Regions from separate parts of the Danio rerio genome. Here region 2 is linked to region 1. The links are chromatin contacts, called in public HiChIP or PLAC-seq maps. All regions are on one chromosome and are shown on one strand. The core of a region is the stretch at or near the end of the contact, and the rest is flanking DNA. Distances in the headings are between cores, read along the strand shown.

Region 1 (4,716 bases), core at 1,048-3,547:
GGCCTTTTCTAATCTAATCTAATATTAGTAAAATAAGAGTGATTGGCAAATGAATGCTAAAAGAGACAACAGAAAACAACACAGAACAGTTTTTTTGGTTTCAGATTAGATAAACACAAACAACACTCAACGCTTTGTGTTAAAAGGAAGACTTTTAAGGAAGCATTGTGCTGTTTAAATTATTTGCTTACAATTTCAGAAGACAGAGCTTAAACACCATCTGGCTGTCATGCTGCACCAAAAGGTCCAAGAATATTTCTTTATTTACTGGCTATTTAAACCACAAGTGGCTACACATGTGACTAAAAGCACATTACAAACACAATATGGGTGTTTTCTACCACCCATGGAAGTGAAAGTGGACACTTTTTTTGATTTATAAAAATTGTATCGTTTTTCACCTGTGACCAGATGAACAAAATATATTTTACTATCAGAAGCAAAAGCACCAACTTTTTTTTTATTCATGTTGAGATTACAATAACTGTGTGGCAATGCATTTTAACAAGTCTTGCACAGGAAAATGAAATATTTAATAATAAATAATAAATGAAATCTAAAAATACCTCTACACATTTAATAAAACGGTAAATGGGAAGATGTACAAAAAAAAATGCAGACATGCAAATGAAAATACATAACTTTTTTTTTTACTGCAGAAATACAGAAAAAAGTAACTGGCTTAAGAAAAAGACTTAAAAAGCCAAAATACCAGGACATGTGTCATACCTCAACACCTTAAAATAGTCATAAATCAAGCAATTCAACCACTGACAGGTTATTTTGGTAGATTTCTTTACACTTTACAAACATTTATAAGAGGAAATTATTCACTTTCAATAATAAAAAAACAGTGTATCATTTAAAAATAATTATAGAAAAAATAAATATCCAATACCATCTGACAGGACTTCATATGCTTCTGAGATTTCTTTGAACCTTTTCTCCGCCTCCTCTTTGTCATTGGGGTTTTTGTCTGGATGCCATTTTAGTGCAAGTTTTCTGTACCTGAAAAAGCACATACACACCTTTTTCAAAGCAAGACATCTTAAATTTGAAAAGGGCACAAAAACTACATGCACCTGCAGAATATAAATTTATATGCAGAATATATAGTCACAATTTAAAAAGTACATCAAAGATGTACAAAAAAGAATGAAAGTGATAATATATAGTGTATATAGTGTGTATTTGTATATCTAGAACATTAAAAAATTATTTACAAAAATAACAGCATATATGAGGGTGATTAATGAATGCAAACACAAAAAAAGTTTAGGTTATTAATTATTTTATTTATTTTTAATTTTCATTTATTTATTTATTCATTCATTTATTCATTCATTTTCTTTTTGGCTTGGTCCCTTAATTAATCCAGGGTCGCCACAGCGGAATGAACCGTCAAATTCAGCATATGCTTTACGCAGAGGATGCCGTTCCAGCTGCAACCCATCTCTGGGAAACATCCATACACACTCATACACCACGGACAATTTAGCCTACCTAATTCACCTGTACCGCATGTCTTTGGGCTGTGGGGGAAACCGGAGCACCCAGAGAAAACCCGCGCAAAACTCAAGAAGAACATGCAAACTCCACAGAGAAACGCCAACTGACCCAGCAGAGGCTCAAACCAACAACCTTCTTGCTGTAAGGCAACAGCACAACCTACTGTGCCACTGCTTTACCATATTTTTATTTTATTAACTTATATTTAATCAACAAATTTCATTATATAAGAATCATGAACAAACAACAACAAAAATGTTAGTTACAAAACTGAAGATATAGGACTACAAAGATTTTTATAAATCACTATAAATTCCTGATGCTGATTTTAGTAAAAAAAAAAAAAAAAAAAAAAAGCTGACCAGAAACAGTGTTTAAATCAAATTAAATGTTCAAGGATGCTAATATTCACTGGAAAAATAATGTAATGCCCACACAAAATAAATTCCACACCTCTTAACATCCACTTTTTAATCCAGGTCATGCTGCACAGTTTAACTTCAGTAGGTGTGACAACAGGTCAGCATCCCTGTACACTCAACCTGAGTCAGCAATACACACGCAGCCTGCAGCGTCAATGGCCTAAACCAAACACTCTATACACCAGAGGATTTGTCCTTTGCACATCTTTTGATAGCGTTTACCCTCCAAACCACTGTGCTTTAGAAATCCTCCCTTAAACATCAGCAAATTCAGTGACCTACAGAACAAGGCTTCAATAGCTGTTTGCTCACCTGAAAAACAAAGGACAAAAACACCCTTTCTAGAAAGGGAGTGGATGAATAAGGTGTGGAGTAATGAATAAGGACACAATGTGACTAAACACCACTAAATGCTGTAAGGTTTCCCGTCTACACCCTATTCCTTTTTCTGGGTCAAGCTCAATTTGCAATATAAAAGACTGTGTTTACGTTTACATGCAATATCTAAATGACGTGTGAAATTAGCAATTAGACTTTATTTTGATGGTCCCTATTGCACATTCAGTTGACAAGTTGCATTGAAACTAAATGCCAATAACTCTCATTTGAGTATTAGTAGACTGTCTGCTTAATATTTGCTGATACTGCTCCTTCAACACATTTATCTGACCATAAGAAAATTTGCAAGTACGTCTACTTACACTAACCCCAACCTAACAGTCTACTTATAATCTAATGAGAATTAGTTGGCATGTAGATGCAATGTAACTTAAATTCAACAAAATGCGTTAAAGGGACCATCAAAATACAATGTTACCGTGAAATTTTGCATTAATGGAACTTCTTTTCCACTACATTAGTTTCTCTGGGTTTACTGAACTCTTTAGGTATGTGTTTGCATAAACTGCTCATTTTTGTTTAATTCTATTAAAAAGGTAAAACCTTCCTTTTACATTTTTAAAGAAAACAAAAAGATAATTGGTTTAAAAAAAAAACACAAAAAAAGCAAAACAATTGTGATCAAACAACTGAAGTTATTCTACCAAATATTGCTTTCATAACTAAATACCAAGTTAAAACACTGGTTATTGCATCGTCTAAAAATGAATATAAATGAAAATGCCTTCTTTTTTGTTATTTTAACTAACTGTTGCATACATATATAAAATGCATATATAAAACGCATATATATATTTTTTTAAGAAATGACATTAGCTGTTTTCAGATAAAACAAAAATTACATTTTACTCCAACACATGACTACAAATTGTACTAAATACAGCTAAACTGAAAAATGCCAAATGATCTCTTATTTTTTCCCATAACTGCATCTTATGAAACTATTGAATATTTTAAACTATGTACTATTATATGAATGGTCTTGGATCAAGCTGATTAAGAATGTACTTTGCATTTTGAAGAGGTTTAGTTGAAAAATTATTGGCAAATTTCTTAAAACTTTTATCAATTTGTCATGACATAAGAGAGTTTGCCATAGCATTTCTCTTAATCCCTTCTATATTTACCACAGTGAAAGTGTTTCCATCTCAACCTCAGCAATGTCACGGCAAGCACGAACAGCAATGCTTATCTGGGTCCGCATTTGTTTATTTCCAAACGAAGACATTAAAAAGTAGGGCTTTTTTATTTTATTCAAAGAACATCAGAAGCAAGGGATTAAAACAAACGCACTGACAGAGATGAGTAATAAAGAAGTCTCACACAAACAGTAACACTAAGCCTGTGTTGCACAGTCACTGTTATCATTAACGCTCTACTATGTCCAGTGTGTAAAAATAGACAGCCATGACAGAACACAGAGTACTTACGCTTTCTTTATATCGTCAGGAGATGCGCTTTTCGTGACACCAAGGATGTGGTAATAATCCTCCTCCATGGCTCAGGTTTTGGGTTTCCACTCCACGGGATGAAGACTAATGTTCAGCAGTGGGCCTAAAAAAAAGAAAGAGAGCGACAGAGAACCAGTTGAAGAAGACATAAAAGAGAGGACAACAGATTGAGGGTGTGCTTTGTTAAAGGGTGGGAGACTACTGTGAGGGACAACCTCAAAACACCAACTCGTCACTTAAAAGCTTAGTTCTGCATTACATTTCATGGCATGCATAATAGTGTTTAGGATTGATTCATGATTGGACATGTCATCCACTCTAGGCTCCTGTATATTACTTCAATTTTATTTTAGGAAATCCTATTTAAGAAGGTAACATAATATGAGAAATTATCAAAAGCAGAAGTTCTTACTGGTTTATGAATATGACAAGTGTGTTATACTTCGAACCCACATGATATTTTTAAATTGTGTCCTTTAAATCATCTTAAATTTATCAGACTTATCATTAGCATCAAAACATCAACTGCTTTCAGACAATCAGGTGCCAAATAGTCAGTTCCCGTATCCTTCCAGCTGGATCTGACTGGTGTTATTTATATCAGCGGTGTCCTTCAGGACAGGCCCAGAGGTGATCAAGGCCTACACTACATGATTTTTAAAACACTAAACTGACTTTAGGACTGAACATTAGGCATCATAAGTCTACTGACCAGAAACACTGGGCATCAAACACAAAAACATCACATCCTTCTAGACTTTCAACCCACAGAGAAAAGTGTTCAAAATAAATTTATTTGCACTAAATGTGGCTCAAAAGCTTATCAACTCGATATAAAATATGTCTGAAGTGAAGGATGAAGATTACAAATACCAAAGTCCGTGTCCATCTAACATTAAACCTCACAAAGGCCTGTGATATCAGGGTCAGGCCAA
Region 2 (4,716 bases), core at 700-3,199, 86 kb after region 1:
ATTTATTAGCAGTATGTACTGTATAAATATATACCAGAAGATATATGTATAACTTCTTGTATACTTGCATATGAACAGGACATATTCACATACAGACATTTTAGCTTACCCAATTCAACTATAGTGCATGTCTTTAGACTGGGGAAAACAGGAGCACCCGGAGGGAACTCGTGCAAACATGGAGAGAACATGCAAACTCCACACAGAAAACTGATCCAGAAAGACTCAAACCAGCAACCTTCTTGCTGTGAGGTGACATCGTTACCCATTGCACCACCCTACCACCCCATAATTTCTTATAATTTCTCTAATATGCAAGTAGTGTCTAGAAATAATAATTAAGTAGGCATGACACTATTTTTTGGTACACAAGATGCTCTGTTGTTCTGTTCCGCTATTAATATGCTAACATATAAAAATCAGTATTTTAAAATGCAATATTTAATGTGTCAGACACAAAATAGACACGTCAATTTGTTTAATATAAAATTAATAGTAATCTGACCAGTTAACCGTTAATAACCGATTAATGAGCAGCGTTTGTCGGTTAGCAAAACTAACGAAATGAACATTCCTAGTAGCTATTTAATTTACTTTTTCTATGTAAGAGAACTTGATTGAAAAATAATTTTCAACATGCTTGAACCATCTACACAATGGAGTTTAGTTCTGTTTTTTAAAACAGGAGCACCCGGAGGGAACTCGTGCAAACATGGAGAGAACATGCAAACTCCACACAGAAAACTGACCCAGAAAGACTCGAACCAGCAACCTTCTTGCTGTGAGGTGACATCGTTACCCATTGCACCACCGTACCACCCCATAATTTCTTATAATTTCTCTAAAATGCAAGTAGTGTCTATTTTAATGTTGTAATTAGCCTAATTAGTAATTAACTTTTATGAAAATAGAATGTAAAAGAATATTGGTGAAATAATAGTCCACCATCTTACACCAACAATATTTATATTTTAAAAAATATGTTGTACAACATATGTACTCATTACATTAAATAAATGTTCGCAATACACTTAATATATTTGCAAAATAAACATTAGACATATTTATTTTTAATGATTAAAAAACGAGACACGGTGGGTCAGTGGTTAGCACTGTTGCCTCACAGCAAGAATGTTGCTGGTTTGAGCCCTGGCTGGGTCAGTTAGTTTTTCTGTGTGGAGTTTGTATGTTCTCCCCATGTTCACGTTGGTCTCCTCCCGGTGCTCAAGTTTCCCCTCACAGTCCAAACACATGCGCTATAAGTGAATAATAAACAAATTGGCCGTAGTGTGAATGAGTGTGTATGGATGTTTGCCAGTGATGGATTGCAGCTGGAAGGGCATCTGCTGTGTAAAACATATGCTGGATAAGTTAGAGGTTCATTCCGCAGTGGCGACCCCTTATGAATCAAGGGACAAAATACAAATTTCATTGTAATGTAATTTCTAATAATGTTTATATTTTCATCGATGCTTACAATCAGTTTGTTTTAAAAAGCAAAAAATAAAAATTTTAAATCACAATTAATTAAATATTTATCTCATAAAATAATTAAGTAGACATGACACTATTTTTTGGTACACAAGTTACATCGAATTACATTTTAGTGTGTGTCTTCTGTAAATCATGGTAAAATATGATACCAACTGTTTTTGATTATAAAACATTTTAAGCTGCATTTCCCTTTTATTGATTTATTTTATATTACTCAATGCCTGCTAACTAAAGATCTGTTGCCAACAGTAACATATTTAGCTAAGTTAAATTCACTTATACTCCTGATTCATTTTTCACAAACAAACTCGACACTGTGACCATACATAAGACAAGTTGTTTAGTGGAAATACTGATGGATGAATTAGTGGATTACCTAAATGTAGCACAGGAGAAAGTCATCCATTTCCAGAAGGATTTTACTGTATTCATCTTGACAAGCCATCTGTGTACATCCATCGTCCTGCCTGTCGTAAGTCGCCGAATGATGACGCGATATATTTTGACTGTGTTGTGATCGTTTATTTGGCGCTGAGCGCAACCGCTGTCAGTCAGTCGAGCTCTTCCAAAGGGCGGTTTATTTATCTGATAAAGTCGCTTTCTCTCGCAGTGAATGGACTGGCCACCAAAATGCGTTGCTAATGAATGTGTTTCTGCAATATGAAGAATGGAAGACGATGTGACGATCAGAGAGCAGAATTTCCACAGCCAAGTGCGCGAGTACATCGTGAGTACAGAGAGACCCATTAAAGCACAGCACACTGACCCTTTATGCTCCGTGTTCATTATCCAGCTTGCATTTAGACTTCATTACGGATATTCCGTATAATGAAATCATGAATGGGTTTAACTGTGGTTAAGACTTTTGATAAATATCTCTAGAAACAGAACTGAGTTTAAATGAGGTCCATTAGGCTAGTTGGTTAGCCTCTTAGCTTGTCGTTAGCTACAATATTGAGCTCTTTAATCCCTTTCTGTGACTGAGCTCGCAATTCATTTGACTTCTAACCCAAAATTAAACGCGTTTTGTAAATAATTGTTAGCTGTCTGCAATTGTATGCATGAAGCCGAGTAACCTTTGTGTCATATTTCTAAAACTAGTAGAATTAGGACAGACTGAACTATCGTCAACTGACATCTGAGTAATCCTAACGGTTCTTCACTGACAGCTTGTTTACAGTTGTTGGTGTACACATGAGCATTGCAGGTTTGCAGTGTTTATTTTGGGTGTTAGGATATAATGTGCCTCTCCTTTCTGACTTGGCAAACTTGGGGCCAGTTGCATAAACTCTTAAGTTACCAACTAATTTGACTGACTGATGTGTTTTATTTAACAGGTTCACGTTAGACCAGCCTATGTTGTTTTTAAGGTTAAGTTGGTTTTATTTTCGCAGATTTGTTCAGTGACAACTTGTCCCTATATTGCCATGGTACATTGAATATTCGGTCTGAAATCACATTTATGTATAACTTCAAAACAACACATGCACTATTTAATTGACTGAACAATGTTGTACTTTGATTGTTGTTGGTTGCTTAGAATTTTCTTTTATTATTATTATTATTATAACAAAGCACACAGGCTGAAAAAAAAGGCGAGGGCAAGTGGCGCAGTAGGTAGTGCTGTCGCCTCACAGCAAGAAGGTCGCTGGTTCGAACCTCGGCTTAGTTGGCGTTTCTGTGTGGAGTTTGCATGTCCTCCCTGCATTTGTGTGGGTTTCCTCAGGGTGCTCCGGTTTCCCCCACAGTCCAAAGACATGCAGTACAGGTGAATGAGGTAGGCTAAATTGTCCGTAGTGTATAAGTGTGTGTGTGAATGTGTGTGTGGATGTTTCCCAGAGATGGGTTGTGGCTGGAAGGGCATCCACTGCGTAAAAACTTGCTGGATAAGTTGGCGGTTCATTCCGCTGTGGCAACCCCGGATTAATAAAGAGACTAAGCCGACAAGAAAATGAATGAATGACACAGGCTGAAAAAAACAATATAATGAAATATATTAATCATACTACACCCCCCCCTGCGGTCTCTTTAAACTGGGGTATCCAATTAATAGAAGTTAACAGAAAAACAAAAGCAAAGTACAGTATCAAGTATCAATTATACAAAGTAAGGCAATCATCCTGATTCATGATCATTGTTTTGTGCAGTAAACGTGGAGATTTTGTCCAGATCTTTAATGCACACATTTGTAGCAAGTTCACTCGAGCTGTGGATAATTATAATGTCGTACAGTTGTACCAGCCACTTGTATGTGTCCAAATTATGTGATGAGTTTCTCAGTAGCAGAAGTCATCATAGTTGGGGAAAGTGCAGTTGGGGAGTGCAGTGAATGGGAGAATACAACAAACATTTTTTTTTATCTTATTTGCTCAAATATTTAAGAAAAACTCCATGATGATTTTATAAACACTTTTAGAAAAAGGAAAAAAAGTGTGGCGCTGAAAACGGCAGCCAGAGAAGAGAATAAGTCAAATTTACTGTCCAGTCACATAGACGCGGCATTATAAACGCCTTGCACAAGCAGTAATAGATTTTTTGTAATTTGATTCAAAGATGATATAATACATTCATAAATACATAGAAATGTTCATGAGTTTTTTTTTTTTTTGAAAATCAAAACTTTTAAGGATTTAAGATGCTGATGACTGTTAAACGCGTTATAACAGGCTTGTGAAAAGGGTCCATTCCCACATCAGATGAAAAAAGATCCAAGTTCCTGGTCAGGACATTTATAACAGAGAGGACTAAGGAGGCGTTGATACGATGTCTTTTAAGTGGGGTTCAGTAGGTTCTATGACAAAAATTATTGTAAATGAGTTGGTGATTGAGATTTTTAGATGAAGTAAAAATGTTCTGCCATACTCTTTTCCCAGTCTGTGACACCCTCTAATAGTTAACAGTCAGTTGCCCAACTGCGCTGTATAACAAAATGCTTTCAATTGAGAATTTCCAAAGAAAAGTTTTCTGAAATTGTATTAAGGAGAATGTCTTGAATGTTTTGAATGTCTGAATATAAAACCAATTTTACCTTAATTATGCTTTTATAAAACCCGCTTAAAACCTTTGACCTGTTTTCTTAACAAATAAATGACTAACTTGTTGGCATTTTATGCAACTGGTCACTCATGTGATTAATGAATGGATTGCATGATTTTGCAAATGAATACATTTCTCAGTACTCTGTGTTTGTTGCCAGGTATATCTGACCAATCTGATTTTGCC

The links. HiChIP or PLAC-seq counts read pairs in DNA pulled down with a chosen protein or histone mark.
Region 2: an H3K4me3 HiChIP or PLAC-seq map of gastrula embryo shows a contact between it and region 1, with 2.5 times the contacts expected there. The contact joins the promoter of nom1 here to the enhancer-like site in region 1. A contact is called at or near these places in 1 of 18 Hi-C or Micro-C datasets (caudal fin) and 2 of 4 datasets of contacts at active chromatin or transcription factors (embryo and gastrula embryo).

Annotation. Positions count from the first base shown.
Region 1 is chr7:40,917,909-40,922,624 of GRCz12tu, forward strand. It overlaps dnajb6b (DnaJ heat shock protein family (Hsp40) member B6b), which reads right to left. Exons shown (of 8, transcript NM_200305.1): 2 at 3,761-3,884; 3 at 899-1,008. The coding sequence starts at 3,828. Among named protein-coding and RNA genes, the nearest start is that of dnajb6b, 10 kb to the right of the region's middle. Within about 2 kb of position 2,298, at least 5 of the 62 cell types and tissues checked have an H3K27ac peak or open chromatin away from gene starts, as enhancers often do. A contact at or near this core is called in gastrula embryo, where this site is marked.
Region 2 is chr7:41,004,373-41,009,088 of GRCz12tu, forward strand. It overlaps nom1 (nucleolar protein with MIF4G domain 1), which reads right to left and starts at 1,950. Exons shown (of 12, transcript NM_001044832.3): 1 at 1,871-1,950. It overlaps lmbr1 (limb development membrane protein 1), which reads left to right and starts at 2,162. Exons shown (of 18, transcript NM_001252604.2): 1 at 2,162-2,221. The coding sequence starts at 2,162.